Linked DNA regions of Zea mays: regions 2, 3 and 4 are each linked to region 1. The links are chromatin contacts, called in public Hi-C maps. All regions are on one chromosome and are shown on one strand. Each heading gives the region's core, a stretch centred on a gene start, on an enhancer-like site or on the middle of the called end of the contact. The rest is flanking DNA. Distances are from core to core; before and after follow the strand shown. Region 1 holds the start of LOC103641953 (F-box protein PP2-A13). Region 2 holds the start of LOC100382217 (peptidoglycan-binding LysM domain-containing protein). Region 3 holds the start of LOC542668 (outer cell layer 2). Region 4 holds the start of LOC103641956 (cytochrome P450 87A3).

The links. A called contact is a pair of places that touch in the nucleus more often than the background predicts.
Region 2: a Hi-C map of leaf shows a contact between it and region 1, with 8 times the contacts expected there. The contact joins the promoter of LOC100382217 here to the promoter of LOC103641953 in region 1. A contact is called at or near these places in 8 of 25 Hi-C or Micro-C datasets (bundle sheath, ear, endosperm and 3 more) and 1 of 3 datasets of contacts at active chromatin or transcription factors (leaf).
Region 3: a Hi-C map of endosperm shows a contact between it and region 1, with 1.7 times the contacts expected there. The contact joins the promoter of LOC542668 here to the promoter of LOC103641953 in region 1. A contact is called at or near these places in 2 of 25 Hi-C or Micro-C datasets (endosperm and tassel).
Region 4: a contact with region 1 is called in a Hi-C map of leaf, with 9 times the contacts expected there. The contact joins the promoter of LOC103641956 here to the promoter of LOC103641953 in region 1. A contact is called at or near these places in 14 of 25 Hi-C or Micro-C datasets (bundle sheath, ear, endosperm and 5 more).

Annotation. Positions count from the first base shown.
Region 1 is chr10:139,348,981-139,352,235 of Zm-B73-REFERENCE-NAM-5.0, forward strand. LOC103641953 (F-box protein PP2-A13) reads right to left here and starts at 1,736. Exons shown (of 3, transcript XM_008665252.4): 1 at 1-1,736. The coding sequence starts at 152.
Region 2 is chr10:139,120,592-139,123,846 of Zm-B73-REFERENCE-NAM-5.0, forward strand. It overlaps LOC100382217 (peptidoglycan-binding LysM domain-containing protein), which reads right to left and starts at 1,586. Exons shown (of 1, transcript NM_001174974.2): 1 at 713-1,586. The coding sequence starts at 1,399. The coding sequence ends at 1,007.
Region 3 is chr10:139,558,243-139,561,497 of Zm-B73-REFERENCE-NAM-5.0, forward strand. LOC542668 (outer cell layer 2) reads left to right here and starts at 1,614. Exons shown (of 9, transcript NM_001349505.1): 1 at 1,614-1,864; 2 at 1,977-2,188; 3 at 2,275-2,392; 4 at 2,500-3,207. The coding sequence starts at 1,619.
Region 4 is chr10:139,479,523-139,482,777 of Zm-B73-REFERENCE-NAM-5.0, forward strand. LOC103641956 (cytochrome P450 87A3) reads left to right here and starts at 1,552. Exons shown (of 9, transcript XM_035963516.1): 1 at 1,552-1,801; 2 at 2,232-3,255.

The DNA.
Region 1 (3,255 bases), core at 486-2,985:
AGGCAGGCCACCTGGCAGATCTCGGCCGGGTCGAGGTAGAGCAGCACCGCCGCGACGCAGCTCTCCGGCATGTCGCCCAGCGACGTGTGCCGCGGCCCCCACCCCCGGCCGCACCCCTCCGCCGCCCCCACGCTCGACGCGCCCACCCCCATCGGAACTGCAAGATTTCGACGCGCGCAATGCGAGAGGAGCTGTGTAGGATGGATGCCTTTCTTCTCTATGCGGTTAGCGACAGTTTGATAACCGTCGGTCGGCCGCTTCTTCTTCAATTCAACCTACTTGCTCCCCAAGGAGCAAGGGGCAAGCGCAAGAGACCAAGACCATGCATGGGCTGCTCTCCCGTTGCCACGCGTGTGGGTGGAGAACAAGAGGAAGGCGACTCAAGAGAAAGAGAGGCGGAGGTGTGGAGGTGAGACTTGGAAAAAAAGGGTCTTTGTGGGACGGGAGTTGCGAGTTGCGACGGAGGAGAGAAGTATGCTGTATGCGCCGGATGCCTTGCTGACTCTGACCTGGTGGTGGCCGTATAAAAATAGCGCGCTTTTTAGGTAGATCAGATGGGTTCTGCCTCTCTGGACAAGGAAACTGGCTCAAGTGGATATTGTCGCTGTGGGAGATCATGGCCATGTCGTCCGCTGTTTTGGCTAAAGATCATCAGTAGCAGCGAGGTGCGTGGCGATGGAGGGAGTTGGGGGACAATCAGTTCGGCGTCGCCTGGATTTGCTGTCATTGTGGCTCTGGTATCTGTATCTCGGCTACATGAAGTGCTTCGTATGTACAGTAGTGCCCGTAGTGCGGTGGCAAGTAGCCAAGTACCATGGATAATCCTTAAAAATATCATGGATAATCCTTACAACCACAGATGGGCATGCCACAACACTGTAATTCGATTCGATAGCAGTGAAAATTCCTGGCAGGCAGGGCCAGACCGAAAGCAACAGCGTATCAGAAGCAGGTGTCCACGCCGGTCGGCATGTCTGCCAGGATCAACAACTCATCGGCTGCACTTTCCTTCCACAGCAAATCTAGCTGCCCTTTTGCAACCAGAAGGGCCCAAACCAAACCAATCAAGATCTCGTCACGGAAAAGAAGAGCTAGCACGAAAGCGAGACGCCTCTGATTGCACGGGGTAGATTCTAAAACTTCACTGGCCGCGTCGTTGTCGACACACAGAGAGGAGATGTCGCGCGCGTTTCGCATCAATCATCTGCAGGGCTGCAGACTAGCGACGAGGCCCGCCAGGGGTTCTGATGCCAACGCCACCAGCTAGCTAGCGCCGAGGCCTGGAACGATCGGTTCCGGACAGCGAGACGCTTGTGCTCGTTCAGGGTGGCCAGCAAGGGCCGGGCAGGTGGCGCTCTGGAAGGGGAGAATGCAGGCAGGTCCGCCGCAAGTGGCTTGTTCTTCTTCTCCGCTGGATGGATCACGACGGCACGGGGTCGCTAATCGGCATCGTTTGCCATGGGGAACTGATAGGTGATAAGGCTGGAGCAGCGTACACGCGTGACGCGTGCGTGCGGCCGGCCGCATGCGTCCGTCGACCGGCTGCCATACGAATGCTTGGTGCCAACTTCTCTTCGAATTGAGTTCTCTTACCTTTCGGATAAGTCTCGGCCCATTTTTTTTCGTGTGCAATTGAGTTCTTGTTTAATTTGGCACATGGCCATGTTTATTAGTATGTCTTGCCATGCATGTGAATATAAGCATTTTTGGGGCAGCTAATTCTAGCTTATGCTTGTAAAGGAATGCAAGGGCGAGAGTTTGCTTAGGCGCGAAATGGTACGTAGCGTAATAGTTAAGGCTTTCGAGTAACATCTTTAGATCCTGAGTTCAATTCTACCTTAGGGTGATTTTTTGGCTTGACTAAAAAAATCCCCTTCATTGTATCTTGCCTGTTCACGAGTTACGTCATGCGCACTATCCTTCGATCGTTGCAGATTCGACTGTTGCAGATTGGACGGTGACGACCAGCTAGCGATAAGGGTTCAGAGGTTATCGTCCAAAAACATACTTCACTCATCGGCCGAGTGTTTGATTAGGCAGAGAATTAGAGCGAGTGTTTGTTTAGGTAGAGAATTAGAGAAAGGCATCTCTCTTCCTTCCCCTCTCCCACACTCCACGTTTGGCATCGCCAAGACAATACCTCAGGCCCCATATGCTGGTCTAATCATGCGTGACCACGCAGCTTAGGCCAGTGGACGTGGATCCATGTCAGCACCGAGGGACCCAGTCCCCTGTGGGCCTGTCTGTGGCAGCTCTATCCACTTCCCCGTGATGGCTTTATTTTACACTCCCACCGCACGACCACTCAATTTGACTTTGGTTGTAGCCTTGGAGGTGCTGGTCAGTTGCATAGTCATGGCTAATTCTATTTTCGGCTTTAAACTAATGGAATGATTTTCCTCACCACCTGTCTAAGACCCTATTTGTTTTGACTCGAGATTATATAATTCATATTAAATAAGTTAAGAGACAAACAAACAACACATATTATTAGTTGGACTATATAATATAGATACCTAGACTACGATAAGCCATAAATATGTCACTATATAATTATATAATCTACAAGCCAGATTATATAATCTCGGAATAAAACGAACGGGGCCTAATCCTCTTAAACAGAATATATAAGCGGTAACAAAATTCGAGGAATGAAAAGTCATAAAAAAATATCCGATGTGATCAATGTATTTTGATTAAAAGACAACAAACATAAGTAGAGATATAAAGATCATGCCTCAGACCACGAACTGGTTGGCCCTAGGCCTATATCCGCCACCTGATTAGGAGAGAGTGTTGCGAAACATGTGGCTATTTAAATAGACACATCTTCAAAATCTCTCTCTCTCTCAAAAGATATCTCTTTACAAGTGATGATTGTATCGAAATTAATAGGCATTATAGCAACTATCTTAGACAGTTGATATGATACGGTCACCAAAGAGACATGTTATTTGGAACAGAGGATGAGAATGATGTACTTTGGAACGGAGGATGAGAATGGTTGTCTTGTTATTTTGTACTCTCTCCGTTCTTTTCTATTTGTCGTGTTTTAGTTAAAATTGAACTAGCGGACCACAAATATTCGAAAATAGACCCAGACACGCTTTTACCACGCAACTTCGCTTTAACAATTTCCTTATTGCGAGACAGCAAAAAAGAATTGCAAGAGCGGTTGCTGCCTTGCTGCAACAAAACCAATCACTGTTTTGTTGAGAAACTGCTGCAGCAATCACTTGAGCGGGTCTTGCGTAT
Region 2 (3,255 bases), core at 336-2,835, 230 kb before region 1:
GTTGATCAAAATCAAAAGTAGGAATACCCACCCCGTTAGCCCTTCCTTTTTCTCTGATGGCACAAGTTTTGGACAGACATCTATGTGATGCTTCATGGGACTTGTACCAGCCCTATTATACCAGTCACAAGCAGTAGTGAGCAGAGCAGTTTGGCAGTTCGGCCCATGCAATAGATAAGCCCATGCAAAATCACGCATTTACGAGTTTAGATACTACACTCTCGAACCCATATTTAGTGCTGAAAATTTGGTCGGTTTGGTCCGATCCGGCCTGAGTCCATCATTCCGGCCGGAGTCTCTCATGCTTCCGTCGGACCGAGAAGGCTCAAAAATTGAGCCCTATCCTTACCTTAGTAGGTAAAAACTCATCAGGTTTAGGCCATCTCTATTGCTACAAAGCAGTAAGCCATTCTTGGTCACACGAAAAGCACTTGTCACCTTGATGATACATAAAGGTGCACATACGATTTCCCCAGGTTTGAAACTAACCACTAGTAAGGTCCTGTTCATTTAATATGGATTAGCTGGAATAGTTGATGGTCTCAGAAGGGAAAGGCACCGCACGAGTGTGCCCAGATTTTTGGCCAACGGCATGCATGATTACTAAACCTCGTTGCATCGATATCCAAATCCTAAAGCCCGAGCAAAACTCGGCACACAAAAAGAGAATGCGTGAACTGCACAGCAAGGGAGAGTACGGAAAGTATACTTTCTTAACAAGTTAGTATTATGCACAGCTTATCTTTTTCCCATCTCCAAGAAGGTTGTCAAGATCGCAAGGACCAGTTTTGGAGCAAAGTGTAAAACCAAAAAAAAAAGGACCGAAGGAAACGAAGAACGCAAGGACCCTTTTGCGTCCATGTCCATCTCTGGCGTGGCGTGGCGCGCGCTACGCTACCCGTGCATGCAGTGCAGCAGCAGGTGCAGTGCAGTGCAGCAGAAACAGAACACGCGGCGGCGCCCCGACCCACGAGCGTCGGCTGTGAAGAGCAGAGAGCGGCGCTGGCTAGGTGTTCCTGGTGGGGCAGAGCGCGATGACGAGCCCCGGGAAGACGTCGTCGGGGTCGTGTATGTGCGGGTTGCGCTCCACGATGAAGGGGTCCCCGCACCGGTCGCTGATGCTGTGCAGCGTCTCGCCTTCCCCGACCACGTACACCTCCTCGCACGGCCGCGCCGCGGGGCCGCCCAGGCGCGGGCCCCGGAGCGCACGGTAGGCGCCGCCGCCGTCGCCGTCGCCGACGCCGTCGGTCTCGGCGCGGAGCGCGCCCAGCAGCACGAGCGCCACGAGCGCCACCGCGCACCACCACGAGGCCGCGTCCGCGAGCCGCGCGGCCGTCGCGCACAGCTCCGCCGCGCCGCCGCAGCGGCGCCGCCTGCTGCTCGCCTCCGCCTCGGCCATACAGGGGCGCCTTCCTGCCTGCTTTGGACTTTGGAAGTTGCGCTTGGCTTCGGGGGGCGAGCCGCCGGCGAGGGATTGATTTATCGAGCGCAGACAGAAGAAGAGAGCGGTGTGTGGCTTCTGGTTCTGGGCACGGACGTGGCGGTTTGGATTGGCGGACTTTCGGTGGCGGTTCGTTGAACGTGGGAGCCCCGCCCCCACACGAGCCTAACGCGCGCAGGCAGAGATAGAATGGTGTACTAGGACGGTTAGGCCCCGAGCGAGTAGTACGGTACCGTGTGCTAATTGCTGCGGGGGGCAGAGACGACGGGATGAATAGTCACGTCCGTTCCAAGTACAAGGTTGTTCAATGGTTACTAGGAACAGAACATGTTCAATGCAGCAGTTGAAAGAGTCGGCAACGGCCGATTGCAAATGATCTACTATGCATGATGAGTGTAGTGCTGAATTTTTCTCCTTTGCTTGATACCGAAGTATAGTTCAACAGTATTAAGTGGACGCCGCGGTGTCCGCTGGCCGTGCGACGTGGGAGGGGGAGTATTTAGGTTTGGGGCAAAGGGGGTGGGGGGGGGGGGGGGGGGGGGGGGGGGGGGTAGGGGACCTAAACACAGCACAAGCACTCAGCGTACCATTCGGTTAGGTTCTGTACGTATTCTCGTAGTCTCACACACACGTGTGGCGGTTGCGAACAGTTTGTGTGGCCGTCTTTACACGCGAGCCCAGGCGGCCCCGTCTCCGTCTCCTCTCCCTTGACGAGCGCCGTGCAAGAATCTACCCAAATCGTGGCCAGAATTGGCAAGGCATCCCGGGCATCCGTCGGGCGATGGGTGGGACTGGGAGCCAACCGGCATCGAGCCAACTCGTGTGGCCAAGCACGTTTCTGATGCGCCTCGCGCCCACGGCAACAGTTCAGTTCACCTAATAATCCTTATTCTTTGCAGCGTTTCCTGGCGTCAGCTTCCAGTTGTTTTCGCCCCCTTGTTGGCTTGGCGTGTCGTGGCCTCGGTCAATGCAGATGCAGCGCTGGAGAACAAACAAATCGCTGTTGGCTTGGCCCAAACCCTCCGAGACGGCATGGCATTCGCATGGCATGGCATGGGACTATGGGAGATAGCCAGAGAGACACCGGACGCGATGCGACATGATGTGGACGACAGGCAGGGATCGGCGCCGTGCCCGCCGTCCGCACTCTCGGCGTGCGTCTCGGCGAGGTCCGCGCTCCGGTCAGCGTCGACAGTGAGTACCGATGCCGAGGCTTGGCTGACAGCAACGTGTGGAGCTGGAGTCCAGTGATGCGCTCAGCGCTCGCGGCTCCCTGCACCGCGTATACGTTACGGGTAGGTAGGTTAGAATAGAACGCACATCCCCGGCCGGAACCTAAACCTGAACAAACCGCGACTTGTACTTCTTCTCAGGGATTCAGAGCTTCAGATGCCGGTAGCCTGTATTGCTGTATCCGGACGGCCTCTCACCCAACTCTCAACAAGAAACAGGTGGATCTGGACGTTTCATGAGCCGGCCGAAAAGGAGCCCCCACAAACACAAAGACGATGATTAATCAGCTGCAACAGAGGCTCTGTTTGGGCCAGCGATTACCACAGGATTTGCGGCGAAATCTGGGCGCCCGCAAGAAATTAATATTCTGTGGTTCAGGCTGGCAAGCTTAAGGAGAACGTCGCTGTGGCAGCTCACAAAACTGCTTTCTTGCCCGGTGGTAAATTGCAGTCGCCAAACTGAACTGCGTAGCAGAAAAGGATCCAACTACGTGTTCATGCACCGGCCCATAAAAGTGGGCCTATTTGTGTTTCTTTGCCTTAGAGCTAGAGTCCACGCTTGGCCCATATAGCCTAGTTGGT
Region 3 (3,255 bases), core at 364-2,863, 210 kb after region 1:
TTTCTTTCATTCATAGCTTCTCCATTACAACTGCTCAGATTTATAGCAGCCCAAGTGGCTCTAACTGCTAATCAGTTATTACAGCTGGATTACAGCTAGATGACAGATCTAATCTGTTATTACAGCTAAATGCCAGCATCTTACAGCTGTATTATTCTATCCCCTCTGTACTCCTTGCCTGCATCTATGCATTCCTGGTAGGGTCATGACAGGGCCCAAAGCCGGCGCCGGACGCGGCGGATACGCAGCAGCAGGCGGCGGAAGCCCAGAGCACGAAGCCGACGGGGGACGGGATCGCGTCCTCCGCGCGTAGCCCGTGCCTGCCGGACCATGCCAAACGCAGGCGAACACATCATTCTTTCACCCGTCTGTGCGTCCACGCGCGCGCGAGTACTACGCGACACACCGCCCGCCCCCGCATTCCGCATTCTTCTCCTGGACTGGATTGCACACTGCACCGCTTTTGGGTCTTGGCTCTTTTATCTGACGTTGACTTCCCTTCCCCTTCTATTCTACACCTTGTGTGTCTAAGCTGCAGATCCTCATCTCGTCTCTTTGGCAAATTTATACACGGTGCTGCTTAGTTATTTATTAGAAAAAAAGAGGTACTTACTCGGTATAAAAAGAATGTGATTGTAGATCTAAACCAAATCATTTTTTTATAAATCTAGCTAAAGTTTATACAGAGCACTATCAACATTTATATTAGATTTACTATAGAATATATTCAATGATTAATCTAACAGTAGTTATTGAGTATCATAAATGCTAATATTTTATACCCTCTTCGTTCATAAATATATGACATCGTTGATTTTTTTAAAAAACTTTGACCACTCGTCTTATTCAAAAATAATAATGATGAGTCATCGTCTATTTTTTTGATTTGTTTAAGGTATTTTATACTTGATTTAAAATTTTACATTTTTAAATAAATATATTTAATAAGACGAGTGGTCGAAGTTTTCGAACAAAAATTTAATAGTAAACGGAGGTAGCACTCTATAATCTAAGTAGGTAGTTATTGGGTAGTAGGTATCATTGTCGTCTCTACTCCCTCCATATGGGGGGAGAGAAGAAACTCTCTCCATATATGGTGTGAGTTCTAATCTACTCTCATTCTTTAATTACTTTATTTCTTTACAATATTAACCATTCTAAGTATCGTAACCTAATAACAATGTGAATTATGGTAGTACAAATAGACTATGATTTTTTAAACTTCCAAAACTGATGAAAAAAATGTTAAATAGCTGAATTATAGTATATAGTGGAGCTCGATAGAGTGAATAGTTGAAGAAGTCCTGGTGTCATAAAATATAATACTCTCTGCGCCTAAAATAGTAGTCGTTTTAACTTTAGATTTTTATTTCCATGTTCATATGAATGATTATAAATGTATATATATATATACACACGATACATATATTAAGTATTATATGAATCTAGTAAAAAGGTAAAACGAATTTTAATTTGTGTCAGAGATAGTAGAAAGTAAGGGCTTCTTTGGAACACAAGAATTTTACAGTAATGGTATAAGAATTTTAAAAACATAGGAAAATTTTCTTTTATTTCAAAAGAGGAGCCTTGTGGGGGAAACGTGAGGGAATGGTTGGAGATGGCAAATGCCGCTTGTGTGGGCGGAAGCTTTTTGGGAGTAGAAAAGGGAAAGCCTGCCACTGTCAGCAACCTAGGCGCTCCTGCAGTCCTGCTGCTGGTTCTTGCCTGTCTCCCGCTTGTTCTCCCTAGTTCCGACCCGAAGCAGGGAATGAGCTTCGGCGATCTCGACGGCGGCGGGTCCGCGGCCGGCTTGCAGTACCCGTACGGCGCCTTCGCGTCATCGCCGGTCCTCTCGCTCACCGTGGTACGAACTACACACGCGCACGCACGGCATTTTCTGTGGTTGGGCGATGCGGGACGAATTTCGTGTGGTTGAGTGATTCGGGAATGCGTTCGTGTTCTGTGGTTGATTACAGGTGGACGCCAGGCGCCGCCGCGGCGGCGGCGGGAACGCGAAGGACGCGTCGGAGGCGGAGAACGAGGGACAGTCGATGATGAGCGGACACCTCGACGTCGTCCTGTCTGGCGGCGGCGATGGCGAGGACGGCGAGGCCGCGAACCAGCGCAAGCCCAAGCGCAAGAAGCCGTACAACCGCCACACGCCGCGGCAGATCGAACAGCTCGAAGCGTGAGCGCCCCCGCGTGGTTCGATTCGTCGTGTTTTCTTGAACTTGCGTGAAGGCCCGCGCTCACGCGTCGATCGTTGTGCCGCAGGATGTTCAAGGAATTCCACCACCCGGACGAGAAGCAGCGCGCGCAGCTGAGCAGGCAGCTGGGCCTGGACCCGCGGCAGGTCAAGTTCTGGTTCCAGAACCGGCGCACGCATTTGAAGGTGAGCGACCGGGCAAACCCAGCTCTTTGAGGTGCGCCATTGGTTCGTGCCGTTTGGTGCAGTGCTTGACATGGCTTTCGCTTTTGCATGGTCCTGAACTTGGCAAGAACCAACTGGAGCGGCAGGAGAACGCGAGGCTGAAACACGAGAACGACAAACTGCGCGTCGAGAACCTGTCCATCCGGGAGGCCATAAGGGACCTGGTGTGCAGCTGCTGTGGCGGTCCAGCGGTGCTCGGGGAGCTGTCGCCCGAAGAGCACCAGCTGCGCCTCGAGAATGCGAGGCTCAGGGACGAGCTCGCTCGAGTCTGCACCGTCACTTCCAAGTTCATTGGCAAGCCCATGTCTCACATGGAACTGCTGCTCGCGAAGGAGCCGCATCCTATGACAGGCTCGTCACTGGAACTTGCAGTTGCTGTTGGTGTTGGTTCCAGCGTGCCATCGAGCAAAATGCCTGTCTCGACGATCTCCGAGTTGGCCGGCAGCACATCCAGCTCAACGGGAACAGTGACCACGCCCATGGTGACTGCATCCTTGCCGATGGTTAGCATTGACAAGTCCAAGTTCGCCCAGCTTGCAGTGAGTGCGATGAATGAGCTTGTCAAGATGGCGCGGATGAATGAACCGCTGTGGATTCCAACCATTCCCTCACCTGGCTCACCAATCATGGAGACTCTAAACTTTAAAGAGTACTTGAAGGCATTCTCACCATGTGTTGGAGTGAAGCCTACTGGGTTTGTGTCTGAGGCCTCTAGGGAATCCGGCATTGTCACCATTGACAGTAGCGCTGCTCTTATGGAGGTCTTCATGGATGAGGTTCTTCTTGTGCCTCCTTGCTCGTTGTTTTTGCTATTGCCTGTATGC
Region 4 (3,255 bases), core at 302-2,801, 130 kb after region 1:
GTTGTCTTTATTAGCCATTTTTTTGAAAGGGAAAGGCAAAAACTGACACCAAAACCATTGCATCGGTTATTCTATTGACTGCCTTTATTTCTTATCTACCGTAGCGTTTCAACGCAGGGTCATTCTAGCTAGGGTCATTCTCTAATCATTGTTTGGTATTATAATCTATCCAATACATTTTAAACTAAATAGATCGAAAAATATATGTATAGTTTTAACAGATTATAACCAAAACAAACACCCCAAGTCTACACTCTATATAGCAAACTAGCAGGAGCAACTGAGCAAGTGCATACGCTTCCGACTTGGATCCTATTCTTCAGGCTATATTTTAATACCAGAGGCGAAGGCCAAGCCCTGTTTCGCTGTTGGTCATGTTACCTTTGGGTCCTTGGAGCCACTTGTGCGGTACGCGTGCGACCCGGCTGTCCCATACGGAGCCAAGCCAAATGATCTGTACCGGAAGGCATGCGGCCAGGAGCCCGTACGCGTATTGCGAGCTGCATTATTTTGCTGCTTTTCCTCGTGCTTGGAAACTGCATGGCGCGTGCGCTCCAACAGGCAACAGGGCCCGGACAAAGGCAGCGCAAATACGAGCGTTTTGTGACGCTTTTGCCAACAAGCACCGCAGCAGCCTACTACACGGGAGGAAAAAGTGCCCGAAATTATGTGATGCTAATAAATTTGTCTCTTCGTTTCTTTAGCTTTTAGAATCAAACTATAGTTAATACTTTCAATTGATATTTAAACATTTAATAAGACACGGACTAAACTCTAGTCAGAGAACCAAACACCACATTCCTCCACTCTACGCTGCAAAAAGTTGAGACAGCGCTATCACGAAATGGCGCGTTCCAGCTGTTCCCTGCGTCTTTTTTTTTCTTCGCGAGCCATCCATCCTCTTGATACATGCAGAGCCCTTCGTGCTGGAAACGGATTCACGGTAGATAGACTGGACACCTGGATGGAAAAATGGCAACGGAAGAGCACAACCAGGCAGTTGTGCGTCGAATCTATTTGACACATCCTCTGACGGATGTATATACGCGCCAAGTGCAGCGTCCCTTCTCGGGACCGTGTTTCCAAGAAGATTCAGAAAAGCTAGATTTTATCTGATAATTCCTTTTTTTTGTTTCAGTGCTGGATTCAGGCTATTTAACTATAAATGACAAGAAGATTCAGAAACTGGATTGATCTGAGATGAGAAGAAAAGAATCCAAAGATAGATCGCGAAAAACAAAAAGTGCAGCTATTGACTGTACTGTAGTCTGTACATCAAGTGCGCACGGCCGCCGGAGACGAGGGGGGGGGGAGGATTGGCGTGTGCCGGTGAATATACAGCTCGGTTCGTTTTGTGGCATGCACGTAGGCCACGAATCACAAAAACTGTGGCTTTTCTGTTCCTTGTGCTTAAAGCTCACATATGTTTGTTTGACTGATGACTAATTGACCATTGAGAGCTCCGAAGCAAGTGCGCAGCGTATGGATGGAGTATTTTGCAGACAAGAACTTTGCGCATTAATTCACTTCAAACCGCATCAGTAGACAGTCAGTACGGTGTGGCTGCGAGAAGCAGAGGCTGGATGGAATATGGTGCTCCCTCCGATGGAAATGGAATGAAACACGGTGCAGTTGCCCTGCCCATTCCCTGTGCATAAACAATGGCATCCCCCGGGGCACAGAGAGTGATGGCAGACCAATCCATTGTCCGGAGACATGCCGGGCAAGACTTTGCTGTTCTACCCTGTAATCCTAGCCAGCTTCTCGACAGCCACAGAGAAAGGAAGGTGTCCTTGGACTGGTATGTAACTACACTTCTTGTCCCTTGCATGGTGTGCTTCCAAACTCCCAAGTAGTCTAATGGTAGACGGCTAAACCTCATGGTAGATCAACTGCTCTGCGGTTTTGTTTTCATTTCTCTGTTCAAAGGTTCTTAGAATAATTAAATTGGAAGCGCATTATCCGCCAAATAATATTCTGCTTTGTTATTTTAGGGCTACTTGAAGTGTTTTTTTTTCTTTTTTAATGAGTCAAACACAAATATTCTGCTTGTTTTAGGGCTTCTTTGGAAGGACTTTACTTTAAGAATTTCAACTTCGATTTTCCAGCTTCACCATAATTAAATTGGAAGCGCATTATCTGCCAAATAATATTCTGCTTGTTTTAGGACTATTTGAAGCGTTTTTTTTTCTTTTTTAATGAGTGAAACACAAATCTTATGCTTGTTTTAGGGTTTCTTTGGGAGGACTTTATTTCAATAATTTCAACTTCGAGTTTTCAGCTTCACTGTAAGTTTCAACAAATTGTTGAGGTGAGTTCGAGAAGTGTTTGGCTTACGCATGAACACCAGCTTCTATAATACAATTGATTTGTGTGAGTTTACTTATTAATTACCCTTGATGATTAGTGGGGTGTCACGAGAGAACCGAGCGTTATATTGTGTAACCGGTGATATAGTGAGTTTTTTTTGTGCAACTTTACGAGTAGACATGAAAACAATGTCTGTGAAGCACCACCAGAGAGGCTTCATGAATTTCATGAGGCTCATCCCTAGTTTTAATTTTTTTTCCAAAGCTAGAGCTCTTAGAATTAGACCTGTTTGGATAGAAGAAGCTGTAACGAACTCAATTTTTTTTTGAAGTGAAACCCTCCCAGACATGCCCTTGATCCACTGGGTAACTACCATATTTTTTTGTTGTATATATTTTTTAAAAAAAGAATATATGGTTTAGTGAAAGAAATAAATGTATTCGTTATCATGATGAAATATTGAGCGGATTTTATTCAAAAGCTATAGAAGACTATAACAGGATGTATATAAGCCATCTCATTTAATAATTTTAAAGAAAATACGAAGATGATCCCACATTATTTATGCAAGAAAGCAAATAGCTAAGAAAATTTCACAAATACATGTACTCATATACGTGTATATAATTCTCAAGGAAAACATGTCCCAATATATGTCTTGACCTTCATTAAACTAGTCAACATATTCATGGTTACGATCAGTCATATCCATTCAACAACCAACAATTGGAAATAGCGAAACAATTAGCAGTATGGTATAAAGGGCGTCATGCTTAAAAACATGAAAAAAATAAATAATTTAGCTAGATGTAAAGGGCATAACGTAAATATAAATAATTGATGCATACAAATGGCTATGCTTACGCGTGCATATATTTTTTCCGCCTCCGTCACTTTTGAAAGGGCAAGCCTAGCAACAGGGTGGTTTATAAAAGGCAAACCCTC